Regions from separate parts of the Sus scrofa genome. Here region 1 is linked to region 2. Evidence: chromatin contacts called from public Hi-C data. All regions are on one chromosome and are shown on one strand. The core of a region is the stretch at or near the end of the contact, and the rest is flanking DNA. Distances in the headings are between cores, read along the strand shown. Region 1 has its middle 9.0 kb from the start of NXT1. Region 2 has its middle 70 kb from the start of FOXA2.

Region 1 (5,085 bases), core at 1,202-3,701, 260 kb after region 2:
GAGCTGTGGTGTAGGTTGCAGATGAGGCTTGGATCCCGAGTTGCTGTAGCTGTGGTATAGACCAGTGGCTACAGCTCTGATTCAACCCCTAGCCTGGAACCTCCATATGCCACAGGAGCAGCCCAAGAAATGACAAAAAGAAAAAAAAAAGAAAAAGAAAAAAAAGACTGTTCCTTTTTGATTATCATCTTATCAGAACAAAGCTGAGTGATATCCAGCTCCTGTTCTATACCAGGCACCGTGCCAAATACTTGGCCTGAATCTCACGCAGATTTTAGGGACAGCCTTTTGAAAATGTATCCTTATGACCCTCATTTAAACCTGTCCTGCCCCCGCCTCCAATCTGTGTTATTTTGATGCCAGCAGAGTTAATTAAACATGCTGAAAAATCACAGGATGCTGAGGCTCAACTGCAGTGCAGCACCGAGCTGCCCACTGTGAGGACAAAGGATTTTGAATGGGTTGCCCACCTCCCAAGGGGCAGAAGCTGGGTATCCTTGTCAGCATGGGCAGCCACAGCAATGTGCCACAGCCCAGCGGCTAAATCATCAAAATTTATTTTTTCACGGTGCTTGAGGCTAGAAGCCTGAGATCTAGGTGTTGACCTGAAACCAATAGATTCCCAGGTGTTTCTCCAGCAAAGACAGGTTTATTCGGGATCAGAGGAGAATTGCAGTTTGGGGTCAGCAACCAGGGTGAGTCCAAGAAATGTCCCCCCGAGGGCGGGGGACAGAAGGTTTTAATCAGGAGCAGAGGCTGTGGGGAGGGAGGGCCGTGGTGAGCAAACGGCCCACGGCTTTCCATTTGCGAGTCCTCTCCAGGGTGAATGTTCTTTCTTCTTCCCACTGGGCTCAGACCTCCCCCTTCTGCTCTCTCTGCAATATTTCATTGAGGTTTTTTCATTAATTTTTTACAGAGGTGGGGGGTGGGGCAGGACCAGTTCCTCCTGCAACCTCTCTCCTCTTGAGGAGTCTCCTCTGTGTGTCTGTGTCTGATCTCTTATAAGAAAATAAAGGAGTTCCCATCGTGGTGCGGTGGAAACGCATCCGACTAGGAACCATGAGGTTTCAGGTTCGATCCCTGGCCTTGCTCAGTGGGTTAAGGATCTGGCATTGCTGTGAGCTGTGGTGTAGGTCGTGGACGCAGCTCGGATCCCGCGTTGCTGTGGCTCTGGCCGGCGGCTACAGCTCCAATTAGACCCCTAGCCTGGGAACCTCCATATGCCACAGGTGCAGTCCTAAAAAGCCAAAAAAAAAGAAAAAGAAAAGAAAAGCAGTCACGTGGGATCAGCCCCACCCCAGTAATCTCACTCTACCTTAATCACCTCTTTAGGAACCCTGTTCCCAAATAAGCCTGGGGCAGGGCTTCAATTAGGTGAGTGTCCACACCTATGAGAGGATTCTGCCTGAGGGCGAGCCTTGAGGGGTCCCCTGGGAACCTGTAAGAAACACATCCCTGCCCCCGACCCTAGCTGAGGCAGACCCTAGTGGGGTGCACAGCCTTCAGCTCCAACATGACCCCGCATGGCTGAAGGGCCACCCCATGCCTGGAGGATTCTGGCATCTGAATTCCTCCCTCCTCGTGGTTTTGGCACCCAGAGCCACGGGCTTCTGATGCAACTCCACTCTAAACACACATGGACATGGAACAAGAAGGACCGTCTGATGGGTTTAATGCCGACAAGAGAAATTCGGCACTTCCTTCACCTCCGATGGTGAATAGGTTTGTGGGGCGCTGCTCTCAGATGCTGCCCCTGGTGCCTGTGCTGAGGGGGGTCCAGGCTGAGACCCAGACAAGGGGTCCAAGCCCCGTGCCAGGCCTGCCTAAGTGTCACTGTAGCCTTACCAGTCAGCTCATAGGCACCACCTCTCCCTGACCCATCCTCATTTTGAGCTAGGCAGGGCAGGTCCAGGACAGGTAGTGGGTAGGACAGGTAGTGTGTAGGAGAGGTTACAGGCAGGGCAGGTAACAGGACAAGTGCCCAGGCGGTTGGTAGAACAAGAAGCCCTCAGCTCCAACGTGACCTGGCATGGCTGTTAGGCTGGTAAGTGACTCACCAGGCACCAGCCCCCCAAACCCGGGAGTGATAAGGCTGGGAGGTGACCTCTGCCCTTCTGCCTTTTGACCCTACACCCTCACACTTGGCACAGGTCTCCCTGCCCGCCCACCCCCCACTGTCCATTCCCTGAAGTCACAGACCCCCTAACCTTCTAAAGCCTGAGATCTGCCTTTGGACTCTGTTTATAGGAAGGAAATTCCACTTTTCATTTCCTGCGCGTTTCCTGGGTTGTGGCGGGCTTGGACTGGGCTTTGTTGAATTCCTGTCTACATTTCCAGGGTTTATCTCTTGGGATAACACGCGTGCTTTCTCGGTGGCTTAACCACTGTTCCGTGCCAGGCTGGTGACGCGGCTCTGTTCTGGAAAGCTCGCCTCCCCCTCAGCCCCCCAAAACCTCGGGGTATGAGTGACACAAGCCTGACTCAGCCACCACGGCAGCGCTCCCAGAAGACTGGACTTGATGGCCGCTCCCGAGGGCAGGAGTGGGGTCAGGAGCACAGCCGCTGCCCCAAACATGTGAGAACTCGCCCATGGCCACGGCCAGACCAGGGGGCCGCTTCCTCCTCCCCATCCTCCCTCCTCCTCAAGCGGCCCATTGCCCATGTGTGGGGAAGGTCACATTCCCTGCTGTTCAGGGAGAAACCGGGGTCGCCCAAGGCTCCTGCAGACCCTGGCTGACCCACACAAGCACGCAGTTCTTGATGAACCGACAACAGTTCCAGGCTCCATCCAAGGGGGAAATTGCTCAAGACGCTGGAGCAAACTTGCAGAAGAGCCAGAGGACTGGCTGGAAATGCCTAACTAACAACAGAGCTACCTGGGGAGGAAGGTAAGTAGCAGGGTTCCCACTTGGGGCCTCTCCCAGTGGTCCTACGGGAGCAGGGACATCACCCCCTTCCTGGGCAGGCCTCACCAGTCAACCGCATCCTCCAGGTCAGAACGGGCACCTCATGCACCACAGTCCCCAGCCAGACCTCTGTGCCGCCAGCCTCGGGCCCCCTGCTGTGTGTCCCCATGCCCGACGCCTGCACCCCTGCCTCTGCCTGGCTGTCCCCACCGCCGGAAACAGTCAGGGGACTGGTTGCAAGCAACAGAATCTGAAGCTGAACAACTTAGAAAGGGAATTTCATGGAAGGCCCCTGGAGCCCAGGGCACAGACTGGAAGCTGAGAGGCACTGCCTCACATGTTTCTCTCAGGGTCGCCTGGGAGCCTCAAGGTCTGGGAAGCCTTCCAGATTAAGGACCCCTGAACGGAGACCTGCAGATGAACCCAAGTGGCCAGTGGCACACAGCACACCCCCATTCCAGCTTCCCTCAGCCCTGCCCACTCAGCGCCCCGCCCTGGTCATCGTAACAGGACAAAACGGGACGTGCAGGCCTGGAAGCAACCTGGATGGCCTGGTCTGGGCAGGGGAAGAGCACCCTTCGTGATCAGGAAGTGGGGGTATCTCCCAGGACCTTGGGAATGACACCACACAGCTTCGGTTCCCCCAGGTAAGGGATCAGCTTTGTGGGTAACCCTGAAACCCGCCCATCGTCCATCCTTTTTGGCTGCAGAGAATCCGGGCTCTCTGGGCTCAGCCTTAGCCTTGTAGAATCTCGGCCGTGTTTACAGGGCTGTCATGGCAGCTCCTGCTTCCTGAGCAACTCTGGAGCCCGGCTCTTGTCCTAATGATTTCAGCACTGAGTGGTCCGGAGGCAGAGGCCCCAACTCCCATCAACCTGGCCCCCCATGTCCCTGTCTTTCAAAGCTCTCAGGAAACCAAAGCACCACTGTGACAGTAGAAGGGCTTGAATACCCCGCAACAAAGACACACACAGAGACACAGAGACACACACAGACACACATGCACACACACAGACATACACACAGACACAAAGACACACACACAGACATATACGCAGACACACACAGAGACAAACACAGACACACACACACACACAAACACAGATATAAGCACAGAGACACACACAGCGGGCCCACCAGCGTGGCACACAGCACATTCCTTGACCCACTGTGGTTCTTCTCTGGCTCCTTCCACTGTTCACAGATCACCAGCAACTTGGGAAGGGGCCTGACCAGCACCCCACAGTCCACTCTGCCCCCCCCCCCATTTAGATGCCCAAGCAGGCCTGGCACGCAGCACTGTAGGACTCTCTCCAACACTACCCCCCACCCAGTCACTTGGGCCTTTGCCCTTGGCTGCACAGGCTCTTCCCTGGAGCCCCAGCCCCTGGTCTTGCTCAAGCCCTCCATTCTTGGGGGCCCCAGGCCCAATCCAATCCCTCCTTCTTCCACTGGTAGAGAAACCAAAGCCCCTGGCAGGACACGATCTGCTGGGTCCAGGGCAGGCTGAAGACTCGGGGCCCCTGCTCAGAAGCTGTTAAGATTCCCAGGGACAAGCACAAAGCTTGGAACCAAGCTCATGGCCCTTCTGAGTGCCAAGCCCTGTGTGACAGCCCCACTCACACGCCCAGAAGCTGCCTGCAGCCCCGGCACCTGCACAAAGGGGCCACATGGGCAGCAGGGGTGCCACACAGGTGGGGAAACCGAGGCCCTACCTGTCCGGGCACCTGCTGCTTCCTTCCGCTCCCCTCTCAGAGGTGCTCAGCAATGGTCTTGTCAGTTGAAGGGGGGACGGGGCAGGGCGAGAGGGAGGACCCAGGGAATAAGGAGTCTGGGATGAGCTGGGGTTCCCACTACTTCTCCTTTCCAGCTCTTCCCAGCACAAAGCTGCCTTGGGGACTTTGTTTGCCCCAAGGAAAAGGCGCGGTATTTGCTATGTAGGAGGGATCTTCCTCTCCCCTCACAAGGGGCTGAGACCCCACCCTTTCATCTTTATTTCCAAAAGATTTTGCAAGTGTTCTGAGCCTCACTGGGCTCCCTGGATGTCAGACAGGCCAGAGAAAGTCTGGAGCCAACAAGCCTCTGCTTGCAAATGAGGACCTAAAGCAAACCCACAGGTCTGGCCCTCCTCTCCCCCGACCCCAGGCAAGGCATCTCTGGAAGGTCCAGTGTTTCTGAT
Region 2 (5,391 bases), core at 155-2,654:
TCTCCAGTGGCCTCTCCACAGGCAGAGGGACCGCTAGGACGAGATGACCCAGGACACACCTGTGTGGGAGGTGGAGAGGAGAGAGCAGACGTGGGGGGCCATGAAGAGTGAGTCCCAGAAGACCCATCCTCTCCAGAAGGGGGACCCGGCATTTGTCCCTCTTCAGGGGTAGGGGCTGCTCCTGGGCATGTCCACCTGCTTGGGCACTGACCGGGAGTGACAGATACAGGGGTGGTCTTTCCACGTCCGCACGTGCCTCCCCAGGCCAAAGAGCTCTCCCCTGTCCCCCTGGTCCTTGGAAGCTGACAGCTCAACTGCTCTCAAATGAAGCCTCAGAGACCAGAAGTGGGCGCCTGGCTCAGCCCTGCCGGAGGGCTTGGAGCTGGAACACGACCACGGAGGCCATCCCGTGCCTCATGGTCAGCGCTACAGAAAGTCTGGAAATTTCACAGCAGACCACCGGGAAATTGTTCCATCACATCCCCAGCTAGACCTGGCTTAGTTTGCTTAGTAAGAAAAGCAATATTTTTGTTGAATTTCACATTTTCTACCAAGTAATGAATTAACCTTTTTGAAATCACAACGGGGATCACAGTAGGAAAATGAAGCCATATCCTGTCTAAATGGCTCCAGCCCAGAGGCCATCAGAGAGAGGGAAGGAGATGCCGGGATGAAGGGCTGCAAGGCAGGGGATAAAGGTATTCGGCACCTGCTAATTCCAGCATCCAGCCATCAAGGTGATGGGCCAGGCTGGTGGCATCTCGGTATGAGCAGAGTCATGGGTCCAGAGCTGATCCAGGTTAAGGATCTGCCTTCTGGGACCTGCACCTGCCCTCATCCTGTTGCCACTGGACCACGGCCAACCTCCAGTTCCAGGGACGCCTGTGAACACCTCTGCCTCTACCCACAGCCCCTCCTCAGTGATACAAACACGCCTCTGGTTGACGGGGCACACGGGCTGGTCGGGAGCAGAAAACAACTAATGTCTGGATGTCGCTCGCTCAAGTTTTCCTCAATTTCTGAAAAGTTGACAATCCACAAAGCATCTATTAAGCACCTAATACACCTAACCCCAGCACCCCCACTGTGACCCCAGTACCCCCACTGTGACCCCAACAAAGTCACTATAACCCCAACATTGCCACTGTGACCTCAACATCTCCCCTGTGGCCCCAATAAAGCCCCTGTGACCCCAACACCTCCACCGCTTCTCCCCACCATTACTGTGACCCCCACACCACCATGTGACCCCTCCATTTAATGCTATCCAGGCGGGTGGGCATGCCCCAGGTCAAAGGCGAGCCTCCCTTTCACTCCTTTTGTGTCCGTGAGCCCCCAGTGCATAGAAGCAGTGGAAGGGAAATCCCATTTAAGCAGGATGAAGCACCACCTGAACCAGCTGCAATGAAGCAGCGTGGGCAGCAGAGGGCAGCAAAGGATGCTGTTTCGGGGGTGGGTCTGGCCCTGGCCCAGGGTCTCCACCCCAGGCTTCCCTCTGACCCCATAGGAAGCAGGCACAGCTCCTCCAGGCCAGCCCTGCTAAGGTGTCCATGGGGCATCGAGTTGGATGAAAAAGCTCACTGATGGAGAACAGCCTTAGCTTCTGCCTGATGAAGAAGCTCCTGTGGGAACAGCCTCAGCTCCCGTGAAGGGGGACGGAGTCACAGGTGTTCCCTGTCCTATCGGCCTGTCCAGGGAGTGGGGCAGCTGCCTGCTGACCCAAGACGGGGTCATCACGGTGAACAGGCTTCCCTGACCCTCCCATAACTGGTGACAGTGCCTGGGTCCCCCACAGAGGCTTGTTTTATAAAGATGAGGACATGCAGGACCCCATGCGCCTTGGGCATCCTCTGAATCTCGGGATGGGGGTGTGATCAGGCTGACCCTGCCCCCACCCCACCCCCGCACCCTCAAGGTGCTGACATTGGACGTCCCCCATGGGGTGGAGGAAGGATGCAGGCGGGGTGCAAGCCCTGGGAAAGGCGCGGGTACACGGCAGCCTGGGGAGCCGTGAGTCACGTTCTAAACAACCTTCATTGTTTTTTCCCAGCTTCATGAGTTAAAAGCGATAAAACTGCATGTATTTAAAGTGTACAATGGGATGGTTTGACACACACATACCTTGTGAAAAGATTGTGATCACAGTCGAGTTAATAAACACATCCATCACCGCACAGCTACTTTTCTTGGGACGGGGGAGTGGGAACACTTAAGATGCTCTCTTAGCAAATTTCTACTCTCTTAGCAACTCTCAAGTACGCAACAGAACTATTAATACAACTCCCTTTTTTTTTTTTTTTTTTTTTTTTTTTTGTCTTTTGTCTTTTTAGGGCCGCACCCATGGCATATGGAGGTTCCCAGGCTAAGGGACTAATCAGAGCTGTTGCTGCCGGCCACAGCCACAGCCACAGCAACGCCAGATCATACCCACAACCTCATGGTTCCTAGTCGGATTCGTTTCCACTGAGCCAAGACGGGAACGCCTCTTAATACAACTTTGACCCTGCACAAAATTGCTTCAGATCTCTGTCATTTTAAAACTTAACATCCGTGTCCTTTGACCACTATCTCTCCAATTCTCCCACCCTGGTCCCTGGTAGCCAGCATCCTACTGTCTATTTCTGTGAGCTTCCTTTAAAAAATAGATCCAATGAACGCCTGAGATCATACAGTGTTTGTCTTTCTTTGCCTTATTATTTGCCTGAGCCTGATTCCTCCAGGTTCATCCTTGGCGTCACAAAAAGCAGGGTCTCTCTTTTTTTTTTTTTTTTTTTTTAAACGAATGAATAATACTCTCCTGTAAGTGAGTGTGTGTGTGACGCGTGCATCTCATATCTTCTATATCCATTCATCTGTCCACAGCATGTCATTTCTGCTCCTTGGGGAGTAGTAGTGGGGTTTCTTCTGCCCCAATCGTGTCTGCAGCTGCCTGGACCCAGGACACACTTCAGCTCCCCAAGTCCCCTCATTCACAGAACTCCAGGGGGGAGCTGGCGTGAGGACTACTTTTTTTTTTTTAATTTCTATTCCCTGGGGCCCTGAAAGCCTTCAAAACTTTCCTTGGCCAAGGCCTATTCAACAGACATCAGAGCTGGGGGGAGGTCAGGTCCAGGGAGAAGGGGCCGGTGGAGCCCTAAGGAGTGGGGATTCTGGCCCAGCCGCCCCAGTGGCCTCCATGGGAGGGCCTCCCTCTCAGTAGCAACAGTCCAGCCTTTCTTTGCAAAATAATTCTGAATTTATCTCCAGGCTGATCTACCTCCCGCCATGCAAGCAAATTCACTGGAGATACATCGTTCGGCCTCATTTCCCGTCTTCCACTCACTTACGCTACCATCTTTTCAAGTGGCTCTTGGACAGACGTTCCCGAAACATTTCCCTGGGGGCCTCACGTCATCACCCGCCCACAGTGCAGCTGGAGGGCGTCTCAACTCCTCCAAGAAGCCTGGCCTGTCTGGTGCTTGCTCCGTCTAAGCAGCGGGTATCAATGCTGGCTCAAGAGTGCACCAGAAATATAGAGCAATGGAGATGCTTGGAGAAAGAGCCCATGAAAAGTGGCACATCTTAAGGTGGCTCAAGCTCAAAATAAATGAAATAGTTTAGGCTGGCATAATCCCACCAGCATCTTCAAGAAGAGAGCAATTTCCAGCCAAGCAAACCTGAACCCTAGTTTGGTTTCCTGCTGCCACAGAAACCAGGCAAGGGGAGGAGGGGAGGGGTGTTCCTTTGCCCACATTGTCCCCAGAGCAAGTCCCCTCATCTGCTGCTGCCTGAGTGTCCTCCTTGTGGTCCCTTCCCTTATCCTAGGCCAGTGCTGTTTAACAGAACTTTCTGCCATGGTGGAAATATTCCAGTCTGCGTTGTGCCGGATGGTGGCTGTTGAACACTTGAAATGTCACCACTGCAACTAAGGACATGTTTTTATTATTTTTTAAAACGTTATTTAATAGTAATTAAAGTTTAAAAATTAGGAGTTCCCATGGTGGCTCAGTGGTTAATGAACGCGACAAGCATCCATGAGGACACGGGTTTGATCCCTGGTCTTGCTCAGCAGGTTAAGGATCTGGCGTTGCTGTGAGCTGTGGTGTAGGTGGCAGACATGGCTCAGATCCCGCATTGCTGTGGCTCTGGAGTAGGCTGGTGGCTACAGCTCCAATTCAACCCCTAGCCTGGGAACCTCCATATGCCACTGGTGTAGCCCTAAAAAAAAAAAAAAAAAAAAAAAAAAAAAAGTTAAAAAAAATTAAAATGAACTAGCCAGGCATAGCTAAGGAATGGGGTAGGTGGTTAAAGATCTGTCTCACCAACCTTCTCTCCAATATCACATCTGCTTCAGTTCCTGATAATTTCAAGTCCATCCTTTCACAACCTACCCTCTCAGTTCTTTTTTTCCCTCTGACGTTACTGAGACATACGTGTTATATAACACTGTATAAGTTTAAGGTGACCCGGTGTTGAGGTGTTGATTTACTGCATTTATGATACATTTACACATTGCAAAATGATGCCCACCATAGCATCGGCTAAGGAGTCCATCTCATTATCATCTCCTTTTTGGAGTGAGAATTTTTAAGATATACTCTCTTAACAGCATTCAAAACAGTATTATTAGCTCTAAGCACCACACTGGACATTTAATCCCCAGGAGCTGTACGTCTTTTAACTGGCGGTTAGTACCCTTTGACCAATACCTACTTCTTCTGTCCCCTTACCCCAATAATCATTATTCTACTTTCTGATTCCATGAGTGTGGCTTTTTCAGATTCTACGTATAAATGAGATCATATCATACATATATACGGCCTTTCTCTGACTTAACTGCATAATGCTCTCAAGTCTCCGCCATGTGGTTGAAAATGACAGGACTTCCTTCTTTCTCGTGGCTGAATAATCTTTCATTATATATTATGTATATATCACATCTTCTTTATTCATCCAACAAGGGACACTTAGGCTGTTTCCATGTCTTGGCTATCGTGAACAATGCTGAAATGAACATGCAGGGGCAGGTGTCTCTTTGAGACCTTGATTTCATTTTCTTTGGGTAAATGAATTGGGTAAATTCCACCCAGGAGTGGAATTGCTGGATCTTGTGGTAGTTCTCTTTTTATCTTTCCTAGGAATCTCCATACTGTTTTCCATAGAGGCAGCGCCAATTTACATTCCCACCAATAGTGCCCTGGGTTCCCTTTCTCCATGTCCCTGGCAACACTTGTTACTTCTCGGTTCTGAGGATATAGAGAACGTCTCCTCACGCGTCCTGTCCTGCACTCTCAGAGTTTTACTCAAGAAAATTCTTGTCACTAGCAGTGACTACCACCCTGCCATCATCTTATTTTCAAGCACCCACCTTCTGACCAGCACATCCTAGATCTGACCCAAGGTGCTGCAGAA

The links. A called contact is a pair of places that touch in the nucleus more often than the background predicts.
Region 1: a Hi-C map of retroperitoneal adipose tissue shows a contact between it and region 2, with 1.8 times the contacts expected there. The contact joins two enhancer-like sites. A contact is called at or near these places in 2 of 5 promoter capture datasets (fetal skeletal muscle and liver), 9 of 47 Hi-C or Micro-C datasets (embryonic fibroblasts, epiblast stem cells, fetal heart ventricle and 6 more) and 1 of 2 datasets of contacts at active chromatin or transcription factors (skeletal muscle).

What each region holds. Positions count from the first base shown.
Region 1 is chr17:30,326,835-30,331,919 of Sscrofa11.1, forward strand. No RefSeq gene overlaps it. Among named protein-coding and RNA genes, the nearest start is that of NXT1, 9.0 kb to the right of the region's middle. Within about 2 kb of position 2,452, at least 13 of the 83 cell types and tissues checked have an H3K27ac peak or open chromatin away from gene starts, as enhancers often do. A contact at or near this core is called in retroperitoneal adipose tissue, where this site is marked.
Region 2 is chr17:30,069,012-30,074,402 of Sscrofa11.1, forward strand. No RefSeq gene overlaps it. Among named protein-coding and RNA genes, the nearest start is that of FOXA2, 70 kb to the left of the region's middle. Within about 2 kb of position 1,405, at least 5 of the 83 cell types and tissues checked have an H3K27ac peak or open chromatin away from gene starts, as enhancers often do. A contact at or near this core is called in retroperitoneal adipose tissue, where this site is marked.